Linked DNA regions of Mus musculus: all the other regions are linked to region 2. The links are chromatin contacts, called in public HiChIP or PLAC-seq maps. All regions are on one chromosome and are shown on one strand. Each heading gives the region's core, a stretch centred on a gene start, on an enhancer-like site or on the middle of the called end of the contact. The rest is flanking DNA. Distances are from core to core; before and after follow the strand shown. Region 1 has its middle 9.6 kb from the start of Gm52864. Region 2 holds the start of Exoc6b (exocyst complex component 6B). Region 3 overlaps Exoc6b (exocyst complex component 6B).

The links. HiChIP or PLAC-seq counts read pairs in DNA pulled down with a chosen protein or histone mark.
Region 1: a contact with region 2 is called in an H3K27ac HiChIP or PLAC-seq map of embryonic stem cells, with 18 read pairs. The contact joins the enhancer-like site here to the promoter of Exoc6b in region 2. A contact is called at or near these places in 4 of 39 promoter capture datasets (embryonic stem cells, erythroid cells, macrophages and 1 more), 1 of 15 datasets of contacts at CTCF or cohesin (the NIH/3T3 cell line), 5 of 484 Hi-C or Micro-C datasets (Sertoli cells and embryonic stem cells), 13 of 115 datasets of contacts at active chromatin or transcription factors (bone marrow-derived macrophages, craniofacial prominence, embryonic limb bud and 4 more) and 3 of 9 other capture datasets (adipose tissue, macrophages and pancreatic islet).
Region 3: an H3K27ac HiChIP or PLAC-seq map of embryonic stem cells shows a contact between it and region 2, with 17 read pairs. The contact joins the enhancer-like site here to the promoter of Exoc6b in region 2. A contact is called at or near these places in 2 of 39 promoter capture datasets (macrophages and second pharyngeal arch cranial neural crest), 2 of 15 datasets of contacts at CTCF or cohesin (the NIH/3T3 cell line and embryonic stem cells), 11 of 484 Hi-C or Micro-C datasets (the G1E-ER4 cell line, Sertoli cells, Th1 cells and 7 more), 8 of 115 datasets of contacts at active chromatin or transcription factors (cardiomyocytes, embryonic stem cells, fetal liver and 1 more) and 4 of 9 other capture datasets (adipose tissue, liver, macrophages and 1 more).

The regions. Positions count from the first base shown.
Region 1 is chr6:85,103,009-85,106,559 of GRCm38.p6, reverse strand. No RefSeq gene overlaps it. Among named protein-coding and RNA genes, the nearest start is that of Gm52864, 9.6 kb to the left of the region's middle. Within about 2 kb of position 1,284, at least 8 of the 459 cell types and tissues checked have an H3K27ac peak or open chromatin away from gene starts, as enhancers often do. A contact at or near this core is called in embryonic stem cells, where this site is marked.
Region 2 is chr6:85,067,736-85,071,060 of GRCm38.p6, reverse strand. It overlaps Exoc6b (exocyst complex component 6B), which reads left to right and starts at 1,548. Exons shown (of 22, transcript NM_177077.2): 1 at 1,548-1,765. The coding sequence starts at 1,656.
Region 3 is chr6:85,027,917-85,031,495 of GRCm38.p6, reverse strand. All of the region lies in intron 1 of Exoc6b (exocyst complex component 6B), which reads left to right. Among named protein-coding and RNA genes, the nearest start is that of Exoc6b, 40 kb to the left of the region's middle. Within about 2 kb of position 1,570, at least 25 of the 459 cell types and tissues checked have an H3K27ac peak or open chromatin away from gene starts, as enhancers often do. A contact at or near this core is called in bone marrow-derived macrophages and embryonic stem cells, where this site is marked.

The sequences.
Region 1 (3,551 bases), core at 35-2,534, 36 kb before region 2:
TACATTCAGCAATCTACATTTCCTTCTTTTTGTCCAATTAAAAGGCTTTTTCTCTCAGATATAAATTGAGAACAACTATTACCATTCTTTAATTTATTAAGTATAAGATACACCCAACACCTGTCCATTTTTGTCAATTAAATAAAGCACTCTGCCATCTATCCTAACTTAAAAAGGCTTATAATTCTACACCTGTTAGGTCCTTGTTTGTCTTGTATACTATCTGAAAACCATCTTCTCACATAATATATATTCTCTTAATTCTGAATAGCTTAGGTTGGTTAAAAGTATGGTAAGTCTTCAATCCTGCCAGAATTCCAAGAGCAACATAAAATTTACCTGAAAATATAGGAACACAGCTTCCAATACTGAAACAAATTGTAGAGATGCCTGCCTACCTACACAGTCCCCTGTTTCTCAACACGTTGGAGCATAAGTCTATGGCTGTTTGGCCCAGGAACAGCTTACAGACTTTTGTAATGCAGAATTATGAAGGATTGATTACTCTGTCTTGGCAGAGATAATCAACTATTCCGAAGTGTGTCCTTTTTCTGGACAGTAATTGTACAACCTCACCTGGATGTAAGATGGTCAATTTCTTTTTTGAATTCAAGAATGAGGTGTTGTCAGTGCTGACACAACTGGTGGTTATCATGTAGAAGAATATGAATTGATCCATTCTTATCTCCTTGTACAAAGCTCAAGTCTAAGTGGATCAAGGAACTCCACATAAAACCAGGAACACTAAAACTTATAGAGGAGAAAGTGGGGGAAAGCCTCTGTTTATTACAGAATATACAGCCTTGGCCGGTCGATGTCATGCCAGCCCCATGCTTCAAAACCCCCACAGCCTTTGTGGTGCACATCTGGCAAACCCATGCTTTGGCACCATACCTTTCTCTCTTGAACCCAGTCGAAATGCTGTGTGAAGGAAAATGCCACACAAACTTAGTTCAGAAACAATGGTAACTCAATCTCTGGGCATAACAACTAAAATCCGAATCTTGTAAGCCATATAAAATCTAAATCCTCTGGCGGTGAATCCACCAGGATTTGCCATATAAGCCAGGAGACACTAGTAGCTACATCTTACCCTCTCGCTTTCCTGGTCCAAAAAGACCCTAACTCTCTCCTGCTTCTCTTAGTTCAACCCGGAAGTACCGCCTACTTGCCCAGTGATTGGTCCCTTTATTCATTGGGGGAAGGTTCACAAGAAGTCACCTGAGTACATGACTCATTCCTCATTCCAGACAGCTCCATCAAGGAAAGCAGAATTAGCATCAAAATCCAGGCATCACCAGGGCCATCCACAACAGGCTCCTGTAGCTCGGGCTGTCCTGGAACTCACTGTGTAGTCAAGGATGGTCCTGAACTCCCGATCTTCCTGCCTGCTCTTCTCAGAGTCTGAGAGGACAGGCATGCTCTACGATACCCAACAATTACTAAAGCGTGGAATCCTTTTCAGGGCCGGGAAGGTAACTCAGATGTCAAGTGCTTGCTGCACAACCTTAAGGACCAGAGTTTGATCCCAAGAACACACACATTAAAAGCTGGGTGTGGCGGGTTGTGCTTGTAATCCTAACTCTAGGGAGGAAAGGACAGGTGATCTCTGGGGCTCACTAGCTAGGAAGCCTAGCATGAGGTCTCAGTGAGAGATTCTGTCTCAGAAATCCCAGGTGAGTGGTAACCAGGGATTCACAACCTAGAGGTTGCCTTTGCCCTCCACACGCATGCATGCACACATAGAAACAAGCACACACCAGTGTCTGCATTTGCCTTTAGCTTTGTGTACTTTAGGCTGTTGGGGGGTGCTGATAGTTATTACTCCCCTCTGCCATCCCCAAATCTCAGATCACATGTGGAGCCCTGGTTAGAAATGAGCTGCCACTGCTACCCATTCTCTGGTGTGTCAGACTTTCATCTTTTTGGAGAAATCCCTTCTTCCTGCTCTGCTGCCAAGACCTGGCCTGGGGTCCCCAGAGTTGTAGGGGATGTGGATCTCATTGCCCTTCAGGGTTCAGGAGGCCCAGATTAGATGTGAGCGCTCAGTCTGTGCTCTGGCCAGTTCAAACCTCTGGGACAGGAACTAGAAAGCAGAAGTCTCTCTGGTTTCCTTCCTGCCATATGAGAGCAAGGACTTAGTGGGTCTGTACCCCCTAACCCAGAGCCGTCTTAGGCCACATCACTCTGGAAGTTAGGGGTAGAAATTTTGCAGAGTACGGGTTCTAATAGTCAACTGCCCTCTTGCCCTCAGACTTAGTGCCTGAAATGGAAGCTAGTCTGACCAAAACTGTTCAGGGGTAGCTAGTAGTGGGTCACAGATTTCATGTCCAAGAGACCAGGTTGCCACTGCCACCCATGGACCACTGGCCTGTCCTCTCCAAGAGCCATGTGTATCACAAGGCCAGCTTCAATATAAGAAAGAGTGACCCAAAGACCCCATTCTGGCCTTCTAATCAAATACTGGAGCCCAAGGAAAGCAAATTGCTCTGCACTTGAGGGCCATGGTCTGGTGGGAGACAGTTGTTGCACAGGGAGCTTAGCAAAACCCACTGCATTGGAGAGCTGCAGAGCTGCATTGGAGAGCTGCGAGCTGCTGCAGGAGAGCTGCAGAGCAATGGGTTCTGTGGCTTCTCCCTGGACAGTGTGAACCTGGCCCCTGGGAAAAGAATGCGTGTCCTGGTTCCCTGAATATTAAACATGGAATTTCAGGAACATGACCGCAGCTTCAGATTACGGATCCAGAGCCCAATGGTAGGTAAGTGAGAGAGCTCCTTAGGTTAGACAAAGGCAGATCAGGTTCTCTGGAGAATCTAGGCTAGACCCCACACACTCATCCTAAGCTTGGATCTAACTTCTCTTAAGAAGTGGAAGGACATCCAAGACAAAGGGAGGGGGTTCAACAATGGTACACACTAGAAGAGGGGTTGATATTTTTTCCTTAAGCCCAGGCTCTGCACCCTCAGAGCAAAACTGTGGTGGAGGCCAAAGGGTCAAGTCAGAGAATCACCATGCTGAGTGGAGTGTGGGGGTTGCAGCAAGGAGCCCAGCTGGTGTGCCTGGTACACCTTCAGTGCCTAGTGGTTCATGGCCTCGAGAAACACCAGCTGGGGCCCTCCATAGTGTGAGCAGCTGCAGGAAAGCCACACATGAAGGCCTCCTAGGCTGCACAGGGCTGGGGCTTGAGGGATGTGGGAGTTGAGCGCTGTGGACCTGAGCAGTTCCGAGGAGGTTATCACAAGCAGAGGATGGGAGCCTGTGTCCCCGTTGCCAGGAATCTCGCCAGTGCCAACATCCTTGGCCACTGTCTTAGGGTTTCTATTCCTGCACAAATACTTATGACCAAGAAGCAGTTGGGGAGGAAAGGGTTTATTCAGCTTACACTTCTACATTGCTGTTCATCACCAAGGAAGTCAGGACTGGAACTCAAGCAAATCAAAAATCAGGAGCTGATGCAGAGGCCGTGGAGGGATGTTTCTTACTGGCTTGCTTCCCCTGGCTTGCTCAGGCTGCTCTCTTATAGAACCAAGACTATCAGCCCAGAGATGGCA
Region 2 (3,325 bases), core at 299-2,798:
TAGTGTGGTTATGGATCTTAGAGGGGAACCTACTACTGCTACTGTAGTAAACCAGTATAATTGCTAATAGCATTCTAAATAACCTTATAACCACAGTTTAGGTGTGGCTCCCAACCTCACCAAAGAAGTTTCTTGCAACAGACAGTGACCATTCCAGAAAACCACAAACAGTCAGAATACAGAGAAGAACGACCATGGAGTTCTCAGTCCCAATGGTTACATCTACAACACAACTCCTGCACCCAAGACTCAGGAAACATTTCTGAAGAGAGGGTCAGAAAGATTTCAAAGCCAGAGGATCAGGAAATGTGCTGTGAGATTGTGTTTCCTAAAAACTACAGGGAAGATTCACCTATGAACTACAGGCAAGTAAAGGAGAGAGAGAGAGAGAAAGAGAGTCTTTCTCTATGGGAGCCCTCTATGCTGGTTATCCAATGCCAAGTGGCCAGCCTTGAAATCACATATATGCAACACTGAACAACTCAGTAGCTTGTAACTGTATATTTATGTGTAGACACACATCCACATCTTCACACACAATTAGAGAAGAGAAGGCCAGGATTTTGGGGTGGGAGGTGAGGGGTGCATAGGTAGACTGGAAGGAAGAAAAAGGAATGTAGAAAAACGATGTAATTTTATTTTAATAATAAAAAAAGGCCAAATGTGGTGGTAGATGTCTTTAAATACAGAACTTTGGAGGGCTGAGGCAGGTAGGTATCTGTGAGTTCAGGGCCAATCTTATCTACATAATGAATTTCAATTCTATCTAGGACTACATAATGGGACCTTTTCTCAAGAGAAAAAAAGAAAAGAAAAGAAAGCTGGTTGTGGTGGGTCTTGCTCATAGGAAATGATTAAGAGGTGGAGGCAGAAACAGCCAGTACTGAAAACATACATTCAAGTTACATTATACAAACTGAACATATTTAGGTATATATTTATATGCATATATGCATACAATAACAGTGAATAGAGGGGCCATGAATTTGAAGAGGAGTGGGGAAGGGGTATGTAGGAGGCTTTGAAGGGAGGAAAGGGAAAGGAGAAATCTTATAATTATATTATAATCTAAAAAAAAAAAAAAAAGAAGAAGAAGAAGTGGAAACAGGATGATCATGAGTGCAAGGCCAGCCTGGGCTTCATATTAGGGGCTGGAGAGAAGACTCAGCTGATAAACACTGAACACTGTGGTTCTTCCCTGCACCTACTAGTGACATCACAACCATCTGTAACTCCAGTCCCAGGTGATCTGACACCTTCTGCTGATTTCCTTGGGTACCATGCATACATGTAGTGCACAGATATACATACAAGCAAAATACACATAAACGATTTTAAAAAAATGTGCTGGGTTAGTACCACTGCCTGATTTGATGTCACTGTATACATGTGTCGTAAAGCTCTGCATCTATATCAAAGTAGAGGCAATTTGCGCAGATTCAGTGTGTGTGAATGGGCAGAATCCAGTTCAGCCTGACCCAGAGAACTACGAATCCCAGTGGGCTGCGCGCGACGCTCGCGGCCCGGCTGACGCCAGGGGGCGTGGCATCCGAGGGCGGGGTCGCGCTGCGGGGTGCTGGCCCAGCGGCCGCAGATCCTGGGCAGAGGGATCGTGGGGTACTCGCTGAGAGAGGGCCGCGCGGCAGCGCCCTGCGATGGAGCGGGCGAAGATGGCGGAGGAGAGCCTGGAGACGGCGGCGGAGCACGAGCGGATCCTGAGGGAGATCGAGAGCACAGACACGGCCTGCATCGGGCCCACGCTCAGGTACTGGGGCGGGGCCGGGTCGGCTGGAGCAGGCGGAGCGCGGCGGCTGGCTGTGGGGAGAGTCGCGGGTGTCCCGCGTCCTGGGCGAGGCCCTGCTGGGGAGCTACTCTGAGGAGAAAGGGTGAGGCGCGGCTCTACTGGGCCGCCGCTCCCTTTGGTTAGCTGCTCTTCAGTCAGGAGCAAGCGCCGGCTCTGCGCGCTGTGGAACTGCCCATCACAGGTCCTCCGAGAGCGTCCCGGTTTTCTCGGTCCTGGAGGAAGTGTCCTCCCACCTTCCCTCGCCTGAGAGCCCAGTTCGTGAGGACGACCCAGTCCAGGTGTAGTCTCAGGACCTTGCCACTACCTGGACATGCTCTGTGCTCCCTCCCCTGACACCTTCTCCGAGAGCTTCCACCTGCATTGCCCGTGGAGATGTCAGGACGTACCCGGCCTTTCTCGGCTTACTTACCTTGCACTTGTTACACAGAGCGTGAGGCATTGTGTGAGTTAATGTGCAAACACATCTATGGAAGCCGTTGAGCAATCCTACCGCTGGGGTACAGTTACCGTTCCCTCTGTATCAGACGAGATGCCTGGAAGAGGAGTGACTTATCCAAGGTCGCAGAGGAAGGGAAATGGGTTTCTTGTTCCCAGCTCAGACACTGCACTGAACACCCTGCCTTTCCGTCTTTTTAATTTTTTTGTGGTGTTGTGGATGGAACACAATGTCTTGCAGTGTGCCAGGCAAGCCCTCTTCAGCTGAACTGTGCACAGCCCACAGATTCTTCGCTACTTTTGTTCTGCCTTAGTTGCGGATTGCCATCTGCTGTACTTCCTGTTGAAAATTATTCAGCAAGCCCAATTTTGAACACCCCCCCCCTCAGTTTCCTGGTGTCCTAGAACTAGTTCCTTCCAATCCTTTCCTGTAGTACTTTCTGGTCTCTGTTCAGTACATGAGTTGAAAATCATCTTTACCCCTCCTTGTACAATATATATCAATGCGCCTCCCTCCATAGAGCATCACTAATCAGTGTTGGCATTTTCATGGGGAGAGTTGTCCCTGTCACGAGTGACCAAGACTGGGACTTTTACTTTTAGCTTCACTTGCACAGCATTCTTCTCCAGGCTCCATTTTTGGTGCCAAGCAAGTTTTCTCAGTGTCATTCCTGGAAATAACTGTCCTTAATAGTTTGTCTTTCCTCCCCTCTGCCCACCCCCACAACCCAGAGCCTTGGAATGCCACACAATGCTCTTCCACTGAATTGAACCCCATCTTTCCCCCTGCCCCAGGTGATTTTTAACTCCCGTTTCTTATTGTGCCAGTTCTTTCACAGAGTTGATTCCTTTTCCTCTGAATCAACATCATGACCATGATCTTGGTCGTGCTCCTCTCCTTTACTGTTTTCTTGTGGGAAAGGCCAGTGATTTACATTTCGTCGTAGTCCTTTCTAAAAGCCCAGTTGTCACTCACTAATATTCTCCTACATATGTTATTAGTGGCTATTACTATTTGGCTTTCAGTAACTAAAGTGATAGTAGAGTGACTGAAAATGTTATGTTAAGAAATTTGTCTGTTAAGTT
Region 3 (3,579 bases), core at 321-2,820, 40 kb after region 2:
TAGTTTCTGTGACAAATCTCTCTTTCATATTTCTTTCAGTTCACTTTTCAGTGAATTCTGGTAGATTTTGTCTACAGTGGTCTTGTTCTTTGGTTTTGAAGGATGTAGAGTTGTAGGGTTGCAGTGTCTCTTTCAGCACCAGCAGGCTGCTTTCCTTTGTGTGCTTGCTGGTAGAAGTCTGTGGTCATTCCGTTGTTTTGTGTCTTTTTCTCCACCTGTGCTTGCTTTTTCTTTTAAGATTTTTTAACTTTTTTTATTATTTGTTTTTAGTAACACTACACATTTCTGACAGATGCTTTGTACTGCTCGTTTTTAATTCATATTGGTGTAATGCCTAAGTGGATACATAGATTTTAGTACTAATTTCCATACAAGATTGTATTTAGTATTAATTGTAGTTTCTGGTATATTCCTTCATTAATTACAATATAGGCTTCCTCAAAGGGAAACATTTTAAACTTCATTTTGTTTTTAGTAAATACATTTCAAATGAAACATATCATTGGAAATTGTCTAGACTATGTAGCATTTCTAATATGCTAAATTTTTGAGAAAAAAATTCTATTTACTTTCCTGAGGCCACTGATTATTTTATTTAATTATTTAATAATCATATTTCTCTTTTTAAAAGTTTATTTTTTCCATTTTGGTGCAACTTAAAACTATTACCTGTCATTAGTTGAATAGTCAAGTTACTCCATTCATTGAAGACCTAGAATGAGACAGTGCCATTTCATAGCTTTTAGATGGTCCTAAATGTGAACTTTGGGAAGTAATACATTCTTGACCCTTTATAGTCTATTAGTTCCTGTATTGAACTAATCACAGCTTTGGTGACCTAAGCTTTTTCAGAGAGATCTCTCTTACCATGTTAAGCTTCATGAAAAAAAATAGCGTTATTGAAGTAGTATTTCCTAAATTTTTATTTTTCAATGTTATTATTTGAGTTTTGTTAGAATTTAGTCTGTTCAGTTTTATTTAGGTTATTTTTAAGACCTTTCTTGACCTAAATTCATACAGATAATTGTTCCTCAGGTATGATTGTCTTTCACAGTTTTGGGAATAAAATCATAGTTTTGTATCATTTATATAGTTGATCATATATTTAATTTCTTCATTCAGATATTAAGACAAATTATTGAATAGGGTGAATACTGAAGTGCCTCTGTATAGAGTTAATCACAAAACTCTTCTAAAACTGGGACCATGACCACTAGCCTAACCTGAACTTGGAACAAAAGGGGTCATCTAGGAAGGCCATGCACTATGGCAGTGTTGGGAATGTCTTACAGTCAAAGGGTCTGGATGTTGACATTTGAAAAATATTTCTTGGTGGAGCATCTGTGACCTCAAAAATTATGAATTGTCTTAAAATTTCTTTCTAAGGGAAAGACCATATGAGGGGGTAAACAAAATATTTTGTTTATAATTTGCTGTAAAGATGATTTATTACAGTTTAATATTAAACAGCTCTGTAGGCTCAAAATTTATCTCACTTGGTTCTAACTGGTGTTTCTCTCTGACACATGGTGTGAATCAACTGTCCTTCCAACTTGAAAGAGCAGAGAGTTCACTGACGCAATCCTTTGTTCTAGGGGAATTGTTTCCATTGTGCCTTCAAAAGGGAGGGACATGAAAAGCCTTGGCTCATGACAAGTTCTTTCCAAGTTAGACACAGTTGGGGGCTGAACACTGGCCTGAGGAAGTGAGGTCTATTTCCTCAACTTTCTTAAAGGTTAACATTAACCTTTTCATATCTCTTTTTAAAGACTACACATCAGAAACTTTCCATTCATGTGTTCCTATTTCCAGGGCTCTTCCTTAGATCCTAGAAGTTGCTTGGATTTCTTTCCTTCTCCATAGCAAATCTGCTTTTGAGAAGATCGAATGACAAAGATTATTGTCCTGAAAGGTCTTAAGAGACTAGAATAATTGACCGTGATTGTAAAAGCTTGTAAATCATACGGTCAAAATAATAGTTGAATGCATGCAGCAATAGATAAAGACATTAGAAGATTTGGTGTGAGCATAGGTGCCATGCACAGGGTATGACTGTGAATAAGCATGTCATTAGGTTGTTTTTAGTAGAAGCCAAGGAACTGGAGAGGGATGTTAAATTCCTAGTTTGACTGTGTTTGCTTTAGAATGTGCTAGTATTAAGCCAGGCCGTGGTGGCGCATGCCTTTAATCCTAGAACTGGGGAGGCAGAGGCAGGCAGATCTCTGAGTTTGAGGCCAGCCTGGTTTACAGAGCAAGTTCCAGGACAGCCAGGGCTACATAGAAGCTATCCCCACCCCAACCTCCTGGAAACAGAGACAGACTTTGCTATATTATAGGATGTATTGTGCCCCTGATACTGCTGACAGTGCTTCATTTGTAGTTCCTTTTTTTGTGTGTGCACGCTGCTGAATGAAGTAGTAGCTATTTTTAATCTGCATTTCCCTGAGCTGGAATTTGAATTATATAAAAACTAGCCATGGTCACCAGCTAATAAGTTGTAGAGTCAAGACTTGAATCTAAGAAGTCTGGCTTTGTAGCTTGTACTATTGAACACGGCCTCATGGACTGTTTGTTATGTTTTAAGAACAGACCCTACTGAAACTTGCCCTGAGAATGGAAACTTGCATTGAAGTGTACTTATATGTTGGGTATTGGAATAATTTTTGAGGGTTGCTAGGGAAGAGAGGGACCAGGACCTAGTCTTTGTATTTTTTTTTTTTTTGAGGGTAAAAATAAGATAAATGATAAAAATTTTAAGAAAGCAAATTTTGGCTTTAAGAACTTTGCAGTTGGTCTTGCTCTGGGACTGACTGCCGTGAGTGAGCGAGCTGACTAGATGTGGCAGCATAGGCTGGACTAATAGCTGATGAAGAGATCTGGAGAAACTTGTCATGCTGTGAAATTAGATTGTATCGCCTCTGTGATTTCCTCTTTTTCTATAGGTGGCCGTACTAAACAGAAGCCATTAAAATCATTATTCTTTGGGTTGTCCTCAAAGAAGAAAAAAAGGGGCGGGGGGAGGCTGATTTGATATTTAATGGAAATGTGTGCTGGTCTAAACCATGAAAGTTAAAAACATTTTTTTTTTAATTTAATTCACTACCATCCCTCAAATGTGTGTTTTTTTTTTCTTTTTTCTTTTTGAGACAGACTCTCTCATTATGTAGCCCTGGTAGTTTTGAATTTGTGATCTTCCTGCTTCTTCTGTCTCTTTGGTTTTAGGATTATAGACTTTGGTAACCATAGCCCATGAAATTGTCTTTAATAATTTTGTGCTGTTGATAGAGAATTTTTGTATATTATGAGTATAGAACAGGAAGCAAGAGAAAGGCCTACTTTTTGAGTTTACAAGTAAGATTTCTTAGAAAAAGACAAGAGATTCCATCATAGCAAACACTGGAGCTCCTCCTTTCCCAAGTCCCTTTTGAGGGATAATGAAAGCAGACTAATTAAATTAATTTTGAGATTATGATCAATAATAAGAGAGTAGTTGAAAAAGACACTTTATGTTTATTTTTAGTTTTAACTTTTTATTGATTCTTTGTGAATTTCCCATCATGCACCTCAATCCCACTTATT